Regions from separate parts of the Mus musculus genome. Here region 2 is linked to region 1. A link is a contact called in public HiChIP or PLAC-seq data. All regions are on one chromosome and are shown on one strand. The core of a region is the stretch at or near the end of the contact, and the rest is flanking DNA. Distances in the headings are between cores, read along the strand shown. Region 1 overlaps Gm31452 (a long non-coding RNA gene). Region 2 has its middle 9.2 kb from the start of Gm32090.

What was found. HiChIP or PLAC-seq counts read pairs in DNA pulled down with a chosen protein or histone mark.
Region 2: an H3K4me3 HiChIP or PLAC-seq map of bone marrow-derived macrophages shows a contact between it and region 1, with 3 times the contacts expected there. The contact joins two enhancer-like sites. A contact is called at or near these places in 2 of 115 datasets of contacts at active chromatin or transcription factors (astrocytes and bone marrow-derived macrophages) and 1 of 9 other capture datasets (embryonic stem cells).

Annotation. Positions count from the first base shown.
Region 1 is chr13:107,091,865-107,098,729 of GRCm38.p6, reverse strand. It overlaps Gm31452 (a long non-coding RNA gene), which reads right to left. Exons shown (of 5, transcript XR_001781044.2): 4 at 734-827. Among named protein-coding and RNA genes, the nearest start is that of Gm41051, 26 kb to the left of the region's middle. Within about 2 kb of position 4,104, at least 137 of the 459 cell types and tissues checked have an H3K27ac peak or open chromatin away from gene starts, as enhancers often do. A contact at or near this core is called in bone marrow-derived macrophages, where this site is marked.
Region 2 is chr13:107,618,431-107,625,615 of GRCm38.p6, reverse strand. No RefSeq gene overlaps it. Among named protein-coding and RNA genes, the nearest start is that of Gm32090, 9.2 kb to the right of the region's middle. Within about 2 kb of position 5,880, at least 99 of the 459 cell types and tissues checked have an H3K27ac peak or open chromatin away from gene starts, as enhancers often do. A contact at or near this core is called in bone marrow-derived macrophages, where this site is marked.

The DNA of each region.
Region 1 (6,865 bases), core at 2,855-5,354:
CGAAAGACACCTGCGCAAACCCTAATGAAGTCAGTGGTTCCAACAAAAGCAACCTTCAAGCCTTGAAAAGTAATCCAGACAACTATGTCCCATAGGGTTGCTCTGTGCCAAAGCTAGAGAGAGAGAGACTAATAACGTATACTGCTCAGCTGTATTGGCCTCCACACTTTCAATTAAACTCATCTAAATGAAAGCAAGCCAACCTTGAAAGTTGGCCTTTCCCTTAGATTCAGGCACACACTAACTAACTATTGGTTTTAATCAGTGACAGACCACATACACACCAGTGGTCTGATAAGACTATATTGCCTGGTAAGACTGAAGCCATCTTGGTTTGTGTATGTATATTCCATGATGTTTGCACAATAATGAGATCTAAGGACATATCCCTGTCATTAAGCTCTGTGACTATGCACCCAACATTCACACTGGCCATCTTTGTCTTGCCTCCTGGGAATAATTTTCTACAGGAGAGTGAGGAAAGACACACCATAAAAGGACGCTTCCAAATGTTCACTGTTGTATGAATTTAAAGCTGTGTGCTCAACATATTTTATCACAATATTAATTATCTCATGAAAAATCATTTTAATAGAAAAATTCCAACAAGATCTTCAGGCATCATCTAAACCTAATGTAGTAACACAATCCATTTCCTGAGCATTGAAGACATTTGTTGTGTGGCCTTAAGACTCTTCTCTACCCTGCTGACCCTACTGTCTAAAATACTGACCTTACTGGAAACCGTCATATGAGTTTTCTTGGGCTCTGGTGTTTTGTTGTTTTGTGTCGTTTTGGTCTTGAGTTTGAGCCCATGGAAGCATCAGCTATAAATGAGAGAATGGGAGAAAAAAAGAAATTGGGTGTTATCATCCCCACCCTGTCTGTCCCAGTGGGTGACCAATGGATGCCTCCCCTGTACCTAAGACCACATCAGAGTCAAGCAGGCTTCTGTAACTAGTCCTCTGCAGGTCCTGGTAGCTGTCCGTTTCCTCAGCTCTGTAGGCCTGAGCTTGTCAAAGGCTCCCACCATTGCTGGCTCTGGGGTGTTTCCCTCAGGGCTTCCAACGCCTTCGTTCATCTTTCTTGAATCATGCCTTTCGCTTGGGCTATACTTATTACTTGCCTTGACCTCTGAGAGGTTTGCTGTTATCGCCTTCTAGTGAGAAATATACTCAGAGAAGCATGGCTTCTGAGGAGGCCGTTGTTATCTGGTTTTAACCACAAATAAGCCACTCCATCTGGCTTTTGAGTCGTTGTCCCCTCATTTCCAGAATTTTCAATAATGCTGAGCAGAGCCTCTGCCTCACCACCTCCCGGGAAGTCTTAACAGCCTGAAGCTCTCCACTAAAAGATTCTAGGATTTTCTTTTAGGGTACTTGTATTTTAAGCATGTGGGGTTAAAAAAAAAAAAAGAACCAGCTACTAATATATTCTTAAAGCTGACTCTCCCATACCACCTGTCACCCTATTTATTCTCAACACCCCAGGAGTGCGACGTTGCTTCAGGCAAGGCTGGTTGTGTGACCAAAATGTCAGCAACTGGGAATCCCATAAATAGCAGCAGAGAGGACAAATAGGATGACTCAGTGAAGCCCTTTGAGTCAGGCAGGGACTTAATTACAGGGCACCAAACCCATCATCTCTGACATCATCCCTGGACCTCACCTGGCCCACATCATGCATCTCGCTTCCTTTGAAGATGCGCAGTCATCCTCCTAGCTGCCATCAGAAGGTGCCGTGCCAGGACCAGAGGGTTCCTATAAGCTAATCATTGGTGTCCTTGACAATCGGTTCCTTTCTGAGACTGGCCGGATGCTCACAGTGTTAGCTAGCATCTACCTAGCTCGGGGCGCTTTCTTCTGTGGGACAGACAAGACAGCACTTTGGCTCCCTGCCTCCATCTCCACTATCACAAAGTCAGGGAAACTTGTCTAGCTATAGGCCTGTCATAAGGATCAAAGTCAAGTTGGCCAATTTCATGATATCATGGCAACGGAAAACTACAGCCATGGAAGGAGGATCAGTGGATCCCAGTTCAGAGATGGATAAATAGGTGAAGTACCGAGTATGTGGGGCAAGGAAAACATTCCAGATGATACTACAATGGTGGACGCTGATATGCACATCTGTCAAGACCCATACAGAGGAGCAAACATTAATGCAGACTATGGATTTCAAGCACATGTTAATTAAACATAATAATCTGTTTCATTACAATAGTTTCACATACATATATAATTTATTTTAATCATATTTTCCCACTATTACCCTGTTTTTCCCACTCCATGTGTCTACACCCCCTTCCCAATTACGGGCAATGGGTTTTTATCTAAAACGTATCAACCTAGGCTCATGGATTATAACAAGTCTCCCACACTTACAGGAGACGGTAATGGAGGAACTGGGAAGAGAGGGCAGGTGTGAGGGAAGCTCTGTGTACTTTATATAAACTGAACAGTGCTCTAGAGTACAAAAGCTTTGTGGGGAAGCCAAGTTTTGGATAAGATGCATGAAAGTGCTTTTTAAGACCAGCACCCAAATGATCTTAAAGACCTCGATTCTGACTTATCGTTCAGAAGGTTGCTAAGCTCTTTGCTGCATGACAAAGAGCCCCAAGGGACGCCCTGATGGCTTGTCATTGTAACTTACGGTCCATTGAAGATTCTGCCTTTTTTAAACTGCCCAATTGGGGAAGATGGGTCCATTCATAAAGTGTATGCTTCTGAACCATGAAGTTAAGTAGAGGCAGGCATGTTGGAACAAGGCTGTAACTCTAGCACAGGGGAGGTGGGTGTTGGTCCCCAGGGCTTGCCAATCAACCTGTGAGTGTTGAGTTCACTGAGAAATTCTATCTCCAAAGCCAAGGTGGGGAAGACGCAGGACATTGACCTCTGTGTACCCACAGGTACACACACACACACACACACACACACAGGTACACACCCAGGTAGACATGCACACAGGGAGAAACACAGGTACATACACACAGGTAGACACACACATACAGGGAAGGAGAGAGAGAGAGAGAGAGAGAGAGAGAGAGAGAGAGAGAGAGAGAAACTGCCCAGAAATGTTATCCTACAATAACCTTAAACATTGTGGTTTTTCACTTCCATCTCTGACTCACACCCTGCCCTGTATTTTAGCACCTGTATTTGATTACAGTCACATTTTTCAGCACTGACAAAGCCACGAGAAGATGTAGGTCAGGATTAGTGTCAGTTAGGTTGGAAGGAAACTTTTTTCGTTTTAAACTGGAGAATGTCTGCAACTGGCAGGGCTTTGTACAGTGTCTTGCTGGAGGGCTGTGTCAGCTATGAGCCCCACCCCCAACCCTGTGAGACTCACAAGTTACAGAGCCAGAAAGGGGAGGAGTGGGGTCATAATTAGCCACAGGAACATAGTAATGGCAGAACCGGAGTTCACACTCAGAGCAAAAGTTGCTAGAAGCTGTCCTCAGGTCTTGCCATGTAGACTAGGCAGCTGAGTTCAGCCAGTTTATTCTTGGATAATGGTGGTCAGTTGCATTCCTTCCTGGGTAATACATGTATTTTTGACAAGAGCCTTCAAAGCATTCGACAAAGATTTCCAGTGTTCCTGAAGTGCAACTGTTGGCGCGCTGTACTCGCAGCTATTAATAGACTTACTATGACCAAAAGAAATGCAGTCTGTGGTCAAATACCTAGGAAATGCCGCACACGACAGACCGCTTTGTGAACAATTAAAATGGACACTCGGTCTTAAAGGCTCTATGCAGCTGCCACTAAGAAAACCACTTAGCTTCATTTAACTCCACCATTGTCCCAATTTATTTGAGTATGGAGCGATTTGCAGAATAGTATACTTAATAACCTTTCTTTGAATTCTTGAACGGGAAGTTTTGACTTCACTAGAGGAAAGAACTGGTTGGGGAGTCACCACGGCATGGTTCTCGGAGGTTCTCATAAGGAAATGATCTCACGCCAGCCTTTCTGGTTCACTGGAGAGTGTCACGTATCTCACAGCAGCGCTCCCAGTTCAGCATCGCTGAGTACCCCATGCGCTTCACACCAGGACAGGGAACACATTTGCCCACATCCTGTGCTCGCAACTGTTCCACAGGATGCACACTAGATCCTGTTATCACTGTGTACAGCTTAAAAGGACTCCCAGCTAGAACCATACACAGTACGCGGTGAAAAACAAAGAGAAGCAGGTGTTAGAAAGAGCAGAATGGAGAATAGGATCTGATTTGTTTTGTTTTGTTTTGTTTTGTTTTGTTTGTCCAAAACAGGATTTCTCTGTGTAATGGTCCTAACTGTCCTGAAACTCACTTTGTAGACCAGGCTGACCTTGAACTCACAGAGATGGGCCTGCCTCTGCCTCATCCAAGTGCTAGGATCAAAGGCATGTGCCACCTCATCTGGTGAAAACAGGATCTGATACAAGGAAACAGAAAAACAAAGCAGAGTTGGCATGTCTTGCCTCCTTCTCACTGACGCTTTGTAGACTTCTATGCATTTAGACACTAAGTCTCTAATGAATGATCCTGGAAAGTCAGAGCACTTTGAATACTAATAAGATGAACAGTGTGTGCAAAGAAGAAAGTTCTCTGCAATACACAGACTGAAAGAAGTTACTGTTGGAAGTTTGCTCTCGTGTAATCATTGAGGACACTTTTCAAAACCACTCCCCATTTCAGGGTACAGAATGTCTGATCCCACCACCACCACCACCACCCAAAGTCTAGCTAAGGAATTCGGACAATGGGTTTGACATAGAGGATGAGAGCAAGTTCTGTCTGCACACATGCAAGTCCTGCCTGTGCACATGCAAGACTCTACCCAGAACAGCCCCACAGCTGTCCACCCTTGGTCCTGGCAAGGGGAGGGAACATTACCAAGAGGGAGCCTGCTATGAGCAGAATGAGGCTGGGCTGCCACTCCCTTGGAGTCTAAAGGAGGGAGCATTTCTGAGGCACCCAGAGGCCAAACCCCAACTGATAATAGAAGGGAAGGAACCAAAGAGTTTCCCATTTCAGTGGCAAGCCATATCGGAACATTGTTCTTTGAGGCTTTTATCTCTCTGGAAATCCCTGGTTTCAAGCGGACTTTCTTGTGCAGAGTAATACCCAGTAAAATTGGATGTGAGAGGCTGGGGAGATGGCTCAGTGGTTGAAAGCATTTGCTCTGGCAGAAGACCCAGATTTAGTTCCCAGCATCCACAGAGTGGCTCACAGCTATCTGTAATTCCAGTACCTAGGGAGCCTTTTTCTGACTTCCACAGGTACCAGCCATGCACATGGTATACATATATATACATTAAGGGAAAAAATATATGTATAACAAAGATATGAAGATATATTTGTTTTTGAGAATATCATCTGAATACAGAGGATATTTTGTGAGATCTCAAGCATAAATTCCACGAGGAAGTGACACATATCAAAACTATGGGTGCCTCATAGGACACCATAAACAAGGATCTCTCGTCCAAGGACAGACCAGGACAAGACTGTCCCGTGCAGTGGTTAGGAGCATGAACACCACGTGGGACAGACTTGTTATAGAATCTCAGCTTGCCATTTAATATCCGTGCATGCTGTTAAGTGTTAACGGACCACACGGCACCTTAGCTTGCTTCCCTGGAAAAGAGACCGAGAATCTTTCCCTCACATAGGGAGTCAATGTAATGACCTACAGATATGGAGAACATAATGCCCGACATACGCTAAGTACTCCACATACTGCTGCACTTGGAAGAGTCAGATTTCTCTCCAAGACTGGCGAAGGGGTAAGAGGCGAACAGACAAGCAGATGGAAGAGATGGGGAAAGAGGCTGTGTTCAGATGCTCTGTGAGTTGATAGAAAGTCTGTGGGCATCGGGGCACAGTTGGGAGGTACAGTGCTTGCCTTGATTTTGTCTCCAGCAGTGCCCCTTCACCCCCAAAAAAAACTGTTAAGGAAAATATAACTATAGCAGGAAACTTGACCTGTTCTCCACCCAAAATATCACTATGTACTTGTGTCCTTATCACGGCATTGAGCTGGTATGGCCAGAAGGTCCTCAGGAAACAGAAAAACAAAGTGAGGTTAAATTTGGAGAGAGTAACTTTACAGGGAGTATTACCAACAGCCTTTTATAACAGTGGCCAACTGTGGTTTTTGTCATCAAATGAACGTTTTATGACTATTAACTTCCGCAATAGTCTTAAATAGATTCCCGGCTGTCTGCACGTCTCACAATGTGTTCCCAAGGCACAGGGTCAGAGCATAATAGACAAGCCAGACCCTTCCCCATGTCCCCTGTACTATTGAAGTACAGGCTGGGGAGTGGACCATGGGCCTGTCCCTAACTTCCCAGTCCCCCCACTGAACTACTCGCAGCTGCACTCAGCCCGTGGGACAAAAGGGAACCCCTCCAGGATATTTTTATAAAACACAGTTATAAGATCAATGGGATAGTTTTGAATGCACTTGCTTACTAATGGGATTTTTTACAAGATGAGAATAAATGAGAAATTAGCCCGAATTTCCCCCAGACAGATGTTTTAAAGAAATCCAAGCCTTCTAAAATGCTACTTAGAATGTTTTTCTAAGCTAAAACAAAAAAATAAAAAACAGCAAAATTGCTCTTAGTTAAATGCTTAATGATAATTATTACCAATATATTCATTTCAGAGTAACTCTACGCCACAGTGTAGTTACTTTTTTGCATAGTGTCTGAGTACATTTATCAGTCATTAGAGTCCCTGAATTAAAGTACTAACGCAGTAGACTGATTTTATAGACGAGAGAAGCCAGTTTTACTTTTTTAGTATGTTATTAGAACCCCATGTTGCCATGTCTTCTCTCAAATATATTATTTGGTATTTGACCAAGTG
Region 2 (7,185 bases), core at 4,631-7,130, 530 kb before region 1:
GGTGTGCGCATTCACTTGTACGCATTGTGTGAATGAGCGAATGATTAATTTGTTTCCTGTCCTCATCTCTAACACAGGGTTGGGGAAGAAAGTACCTCAAATACCATGATCAAGCCTATTTCCACATAGCTGTCAGCTTTCAAAGCCTACATATCGAACCCTGGTTAGAAAGTCTTTTGGCCCTCTAAGAAGCTGGTTCTAAGCTTCTTTGACCTTACTTGTCTGAGACCACCGTTTCCTCCCTCTGGGATCCAGTGATATCCTAATACAGCGGATTTCATAGGCTGACATGCATCTTGTCTGATGATGCCTGAGTTCCTCGATAGTACATACAACCCTTCCTGTTTCCTTGGTTATCATCAATGCCATCTTCATATGCTAAGACCCCAAAATGAATTATTCATAGCGTATGAGTATACTTCATGAATATACAGGATGCCATATAAAAAACCATAAATGTTTCCTAATAGAATTAATACACTTTCCAAGCAGTTCAGCTTCAGGCAATTATTGCACTTCCTGGGAGATACAAATTACTTTGCCCTCAGCCTCATGCCAAATAACCCCCCTAAGACACACACTAATTACCCAGAAATACACTGCCTGCCATAGCTCATTGACTAATTGACAATCAGTTTAAAACTTCAGCAAAATATCTTAAAATTTAGGCTCCAGATTTAGCAGGAAAACAAATTTTGTTTATCTCCTCATTTTGGTCTGCCTCATTGGCAAAGTTGTAGCCTGGCTTGTAAGTAATGACCGAGCAGGTTTATTATAATGATCAGTGGTGAAGGAACAGCATTCCATCATACCGTATAGCATTTCCATCTCTCATTTCTGTGATTCTATTAAGAACAATTACCAATAATACATCCGTTAATGTGATACAAAAATAGAACGCAACCGTGTATGTAATAGTTATTGCTAGTGTGGTCCGTCAAGCTTTTGCACAGGCCTCTCAGACTGTTCTCATACACGCTTAGATATGGCCTTTGGGTGCTCTGTGCCCTTTGTATTCTCATCTAAGCACACACACTCGCACAGTACATGCTATGTCCACATACATTCTTCTTGCTTCAGAAGTAATTTGTGGGTAAAAGCAACCCCCCCGAACAATTCTTTACTGTATATCATTTATTTACAAGTAATTACTGGAGACTTAGCTTCTATAGGAGGCTATAGGAACGTCAGTCTACCTAAATCTTATTTCTAATCTACAATACTCTAAGAGTTTACATACAACTGCAAACTTCTCTTCCGGATTCTCTGGAATAGTCCAATCTTATAGAAAAAATACATTCAAATTTCAAAGAATTGGGATATGACACAGTCATATGTCAGTTTTGGGTGCTTCAGAACAGATAAGAGGTGGCATTAAGAGTTGTAAGAGGACATTCTTGGTCGGGCTTCTGGACTGGCATGTCTCTTGAAATTGCATTTGGCTGAGGGCAAGCCAGAGGAGTGTCTTGAACAATCAGGGAATGATTGTCCATACAAAACAAGACTTTCAAAGGCAGGAATAAAGGGGCTTGGTACTGTGAATCTGATGGCCCTAACACCCAGCTCCTTCCCTTTTTCTGTGTGCCTTCCATCCTCTGCACGCCGACTGGGTACCTCCTGCTCTTGAAATGATGGCTGCAGGGTATCAGTCAGTGGAACTGGTGTGCCTTCATCACATCTGACAAGTCCATCAGGGGGAAAACAGCTTTGATCCATGCCCTCAGTTAGCTTTGGCTTAGGATTCAATAGTCAAAACTACCACGTCTGCCACAGCTGCCTAACAGAGAGTCCTCAAAAGAGGACTTAGGGTAGCTAAATAAGAAACATTTTGTTAGAAAGGGGTCAAGCAGGCTCTGGAGTGGGAAATGTGATGGGTAGAGAGTTTTTTTTTTTTAATCTTTTTTAAAATTAGGTATTTTCTTCATTTACATTTCCAATGCTGTCCCAAAAGTCCCCCATACCCTCCCCCCCCCCACTCCCCTACCCACCCACTCCCACTTCTTGGCCCTGGCGTTCCCCTGTACTGAGGCATATAAAGTTTGCAAGACCGATGGGCCTCTCTTTCCAATGATGGCTGAATAGGCCATCTTCTGATACATATGCAGCTAGAGTCAAGAGCTCCGGGGTACTGGTTAGTTCATATTGTTGTTCCACCTATAGGGTTGCAGACCCCTTTAGCTCCTTGGGTACTTTCTCTAGCTCCTCCATTGGGGGCCCTGTGATCCATCCAATAGCTGACTGTAAGCATCTACTTCTGTGTTTGCTAGGCCCCACAAGAGACAGCTATATCTGGGTCCTTTCAGCAAAATCTTGCTAGTGTGTGCAATGGTGTCAGTGTTTAGAGGCTGATTATGGGGTGGATCCCCGGATATGGCAGTCTTTAGATGGTCCATCCTTTCATCTCAGCTCCAAACTGTCTCTGTAACTCCTTCCATGGGTGTTTTGTTCCCAATTCTAAGAAGGGGCAAAGTGTCCACATTTTGGTCTTCGTTCTTCTTGAGTTTCATGTGTTTTGTTGCTCAGCTGTTAAAGGCTAGGCTCACAACCAAAAAAAATTTTAAGGGTAGAGAGTTCTTATAGGAGAGGGGCTGTCTGATCTGGAATTTGAGTGGGTATGATTTAGACAGGCAGTAGGGGGAGGAGAGGGTTCCCTAAGTGGAATTACTGTGGGAGTCTCTTTGGGGAGAAATCAATAGCAGGGCTCTAGAAGGACACACACACACACACACACACACACACACACACACACACACACACACACACACAGTACTCTAGGAGAAGTTTCCTCTGAGAGAGGAGGGACACGTCAGGAGGTATGTGACATACTCCACCTATGCTCTTGTTCAGTGCACTTTGTGCAGACTTTGAAGTGTCTTCCTTCCCGATGATGACCTTAAGCCTCAGAGCCTCCTGCACTTCTGGAGTTCTGGATAACGGGTGTGTGCCGCCCGCCACACCCATTTGTGTGGTGCTGGGGGTCCAAGCCAAGGCTTGGTGCACTACCTGGAAAGCACAATTCCCACTGCACTACACACCCCCTTGTAAAGGCGACAGGTTCTTAGAGGTGTTCTCTCCCTGCTTTTTGACTGTTTGCTACTGAGGGATTTGGAATACGGTCACATATTAGAATAGTGTAAGAGAAGTTAAAACACGCCGAACCACACCCTAGATCAATAAAACTGGATTCTGGTATGAGTAACTGGATTTCCGGGGAAGCAAAGGTGCTCATGTGTGCACGATCTGCTAATAGGAGGGATGGGCAGCATCCTATTCATACCCTGATGAGACCAGCGGCTAATGTTCTCCTTGGGTTCTGCAGGACACTTGAGTCTACCGTTCACCCGGTCACGATCTGACAAGTCCTATCTACAGATAAACACTTGGCTGCTCTCCAAGTTCCATTCCCATCTACAAGAATAGTCCTAACATGGATGTCGGTTGGTATTTTCCATCAGCATCAGTGAATGCCATGGGAGAAGCAGTGGAGCTGGGTCTCCACTCGCTCTTTAGTGATGGACAGCTTTCTTGGTCAGTTGGGTCACAGAAAAGTTGCTGGCAACAGAAGAGCCTTCCCTCATTGTCTGTGGTATTCACAGTGCATCACAACCATCACAAGCGTGACACATTTTAATTTGTACTACTAACCTTTCTGTAAGTCTAGACCAGAGGCCAACAAAGTTAATAAAGTGCTATATTATAAATCTTTATGCACCTTCATGTTTGTGATTGACAGATGTGTCAGTTTCTTTCCCTGTCCATTTCCCTTCCCTTCCCTTCCCCTTTCCCTTCCCTTCCCCCTTCCATTCCCCTTTCCCTTCCCCTTTCCCTTCCCTTCCCTTCCCTTCCCTTCCCTTCCCTTCCCTTCCCATCCTTTCACCTTTTCTCCCCTTCTCTTCCCTTTTCTTCCCTTCCCTTTCCTTCCCTCCCCTCCTCTCCTCTCCCCTCCCCTGCCTCCCCTTCCTTTCCCTTCCCTCCCCTCCCCTGCTTTCCTTTCTCTTCATCTGTCACACAAAGCTGATGCTTGCCTAGTCTTGGTGCATGTGCAGTGGTTTGCTGACCTCTGATGTGCACACTCAACACACACTAAATCAAGCCCTGTGCTGGCTAATTTGTGTGATGCACGTGTTCTATAAGCTCTCACTGTAGTGAGGCTGTACTCCGAGTCAGGAAGAACAACACATTATAACATAGAGTCCCCATAGTTTCAGGCAGCCAACCACCTCAAAAGCATAAGATCCATTCAGTTACTATGAGGGGGTGGTTTTTAAAAAAATGTTTCTTCACTATATTTTTAGTAAGCATTTTAATTTTAGCACATATAACCCATATACATAGTGGCTGTGTTTAACCAACAACCATCTTTTGTGGTTTAAGTATGGACTCAAGTGTGTCACTGGGTAGGACCCTGTATCTTATCACCCCCCCCCCACACACACACACACAAAGCTTCCTAGAGGATTCCTGTGTACAACCTCAGTTATCAGTGTATCTGCCCCTGTGTATCCAGCCCTGGGTTTCAAAACCTTTAGGTTTCATTATCACAAGTCTCTGGGGGAAGCCATGGAAGTTTCTCTGATTATTCTTGTCATCAGCTCCTGACCTCATGTTGCCTGAGCTATCACACTGCCCTGCAAGCCTGGAAATGAGTCTTTCGTCCTCTGTTCTAATCTTGCTGCTTTTATTTGATATTATTTGTAACTCTTGGGTAGCGTTCTCCAGCTCTGTTCTCTCGGAACTAGCCTGGCAGATAGTTGGTACCCTGAAGATATGAGGAGACTGAATCTTCCAGAACAACCCAGGTTCCAGGGGCCAGAGTTCCATAGGAAGGGGTAGTCAGGTCATGAAGGCTTTGTGGGAATCATTTTCCTGTTCAGGCTCAGATCAGTCCTTTGCTTTCTCATTCCCCGCCCCCCCACCCCCCAGCCCCCAACTTCTGAAGAGTGTGGTGTATGAGGGAATGGAGATCAATGGGAGGAAAACCACCAGACAGTCTTTCTGCTTTGGACAACATCTCTTGCAGGGGCCAGGTGGTCTTCTTGAGGCTCTCCGGGAGGCCCTGACTCCTGGGTACCAATGACCTCACCTCTCCCCTTTGTCCCTGCCACTGGCTTCCTGCTGGTGCTAATCTCTGGATTGCCTTTCCCTCCCCTTTGCCCTTTCACCTCCCCCTGCAGCAACTCCCCTGCATTAAATTCCCTCTCTTTGGCTCTTTTGTTAGCGGGACCCTGTCAATGAAGTCTGACATGCTGTGGTGAGAGGCCTGGCCTCATGTTCTCTGTGGGATATTCCACTATAAGCGCCATGGGAGAAGCATGCCGCGATCAAATGGAGCTTTGCTAGATGGCTCCTAGAAGATTCATTGAGCGGAGATATTGGTAGTCTGGGGGCACCCTAGGGGATATGGAGAGCGCCTTGAGGAACCTGAGAACTTCCTGTCACTTCATGTATGCGTGCCACCGATTTTGTTCTGGGATAAGAGCCTATAGCTTTCACCGGATTCTCCAAGGGAATTCAAAATATGTTAACAGCACGGGACTAGTTGTAGGACATCCATTTAAGAGTCCTGCGAGTCATTGTTCTGTGTGGGTCCTAATAGGAAATGGGACTCCCCTGAGCTCAGAATGAGACTTAAACAAGGGGAGCTCCTTCAGAAGTCTGGGCAGAATAGTGTGAACAGACAGGGGTAGGGGTGGGGTGGCAGACTTAGTTATAGCAACTAAGTGACGGTATGAAAGCCTATGACTGTAGGGTCACAGGAGGACACTGGGAGACTGGGGCTTGTGACTGGGGCTACAATCACTCAGTATAAGCAGAGTTCTGGGAGGAGTCAGCCACCCCATAGATGGGGACTCAAGAGAGGAACAAAGGAGGAGGGCCTGGCTGACCACATCTGCCTTGCCCTGGCAGCTGATAACCCAGAGAGTCTGAGTGATGTGGTGGGCAGGGCAGAGAGCGGCAGAGAATGTGGGTAAACAGATGAGCAGGGACAGAGCAGCGTGGGTGGACAGATTAAGCAACACACAGCGCACACTGCTAAAACTGCCCAAGAGAGAATCGGCCTGTCACGTTTGGTAGCTCCAGACCACCATTACTCACCATCTGACCTGGATTCTCCTTTTGATCAAACCTTTCCCCCACGAACTTGGCTCTGCCTGCTAAAGCCAGACGGAAGAGAAACAAAACCGAGTCGTCTGCTGTTAAGCTTTAAGCTGACCACGGAAGTCACAGAATGTGCCTGGGCTCCATCCATAGAGAACAGGGGTTGGATCTGACGTTCCCTGTGGTACCTTCTGGCGCACAGAGTTTATGATGCTTGAAGAGGGTCTTTGACTCTTTCCCTATTAAAGGCATTCAAGTGTTCTGACTCCTTCTAAGGAGGCGAACACCCTTCCCTTCTACGCTGCCATTGCCTGGCAGTGACCTAGAATCTTCCGGAGAGCAAGGCCTACTGTGCCCCAGTCCCTGCAAGGAGTGTTAGCAGCATTTCCTCGGCTTTGGCCATGCTGTTGATTGTACAGAAATGCTTCAATATGCGCTCGTGTTTAAGTGCTACCCAGGCTGCAGAGGAATTACGCTTGCGTATCTATTTGCATTACAGTCTGTGTCCTAGAGAAACTTCACATAAAGAAACAGGCTTGGCAACTCTGTTTCCCTGGCTGGTGGAAGAGATGAAGGGTTGCTGCAGGAGGGAGCCGGCTTTTGTATGCTTTTTTTTTTCTCTTTAATTTTATTAGCCGATGCAAATGATCTGTTCCACAAATGTAAAACAAGAGGACAAGAAAATGATCCCCCGTGTCAACATCAGGATGCCTGACTTAAAATCCCATTCAAACAGCTCCCCCCCCCCCCCAATGATCAGACACTGAATACATTATTTTTCTGACTTTGACAAAACCACTCTGCACAAAGAAGCAGCCCCGTGAGGTTACAGATAAACCAACCACGTTAAAACTTAGCATTTTCATGTCAGTCACAGATTTTCTTAAGGGCCAAGTTACTGTTTAAGGACTAATGTGTTTGGAGAGGAGAAAAAAAAATCGGCACTGTGTTATTAGGTAGGATCCCTTTTACATACAGGGTCTGGATCAGTTTGGCCCCGATTGTGTCTCTTGCTTTATTGTCCTACTTCAAACACAGGGCCGTGAGCATCATCTCAAGGAAGGGCTGATTGAACTGTCGCCCTGA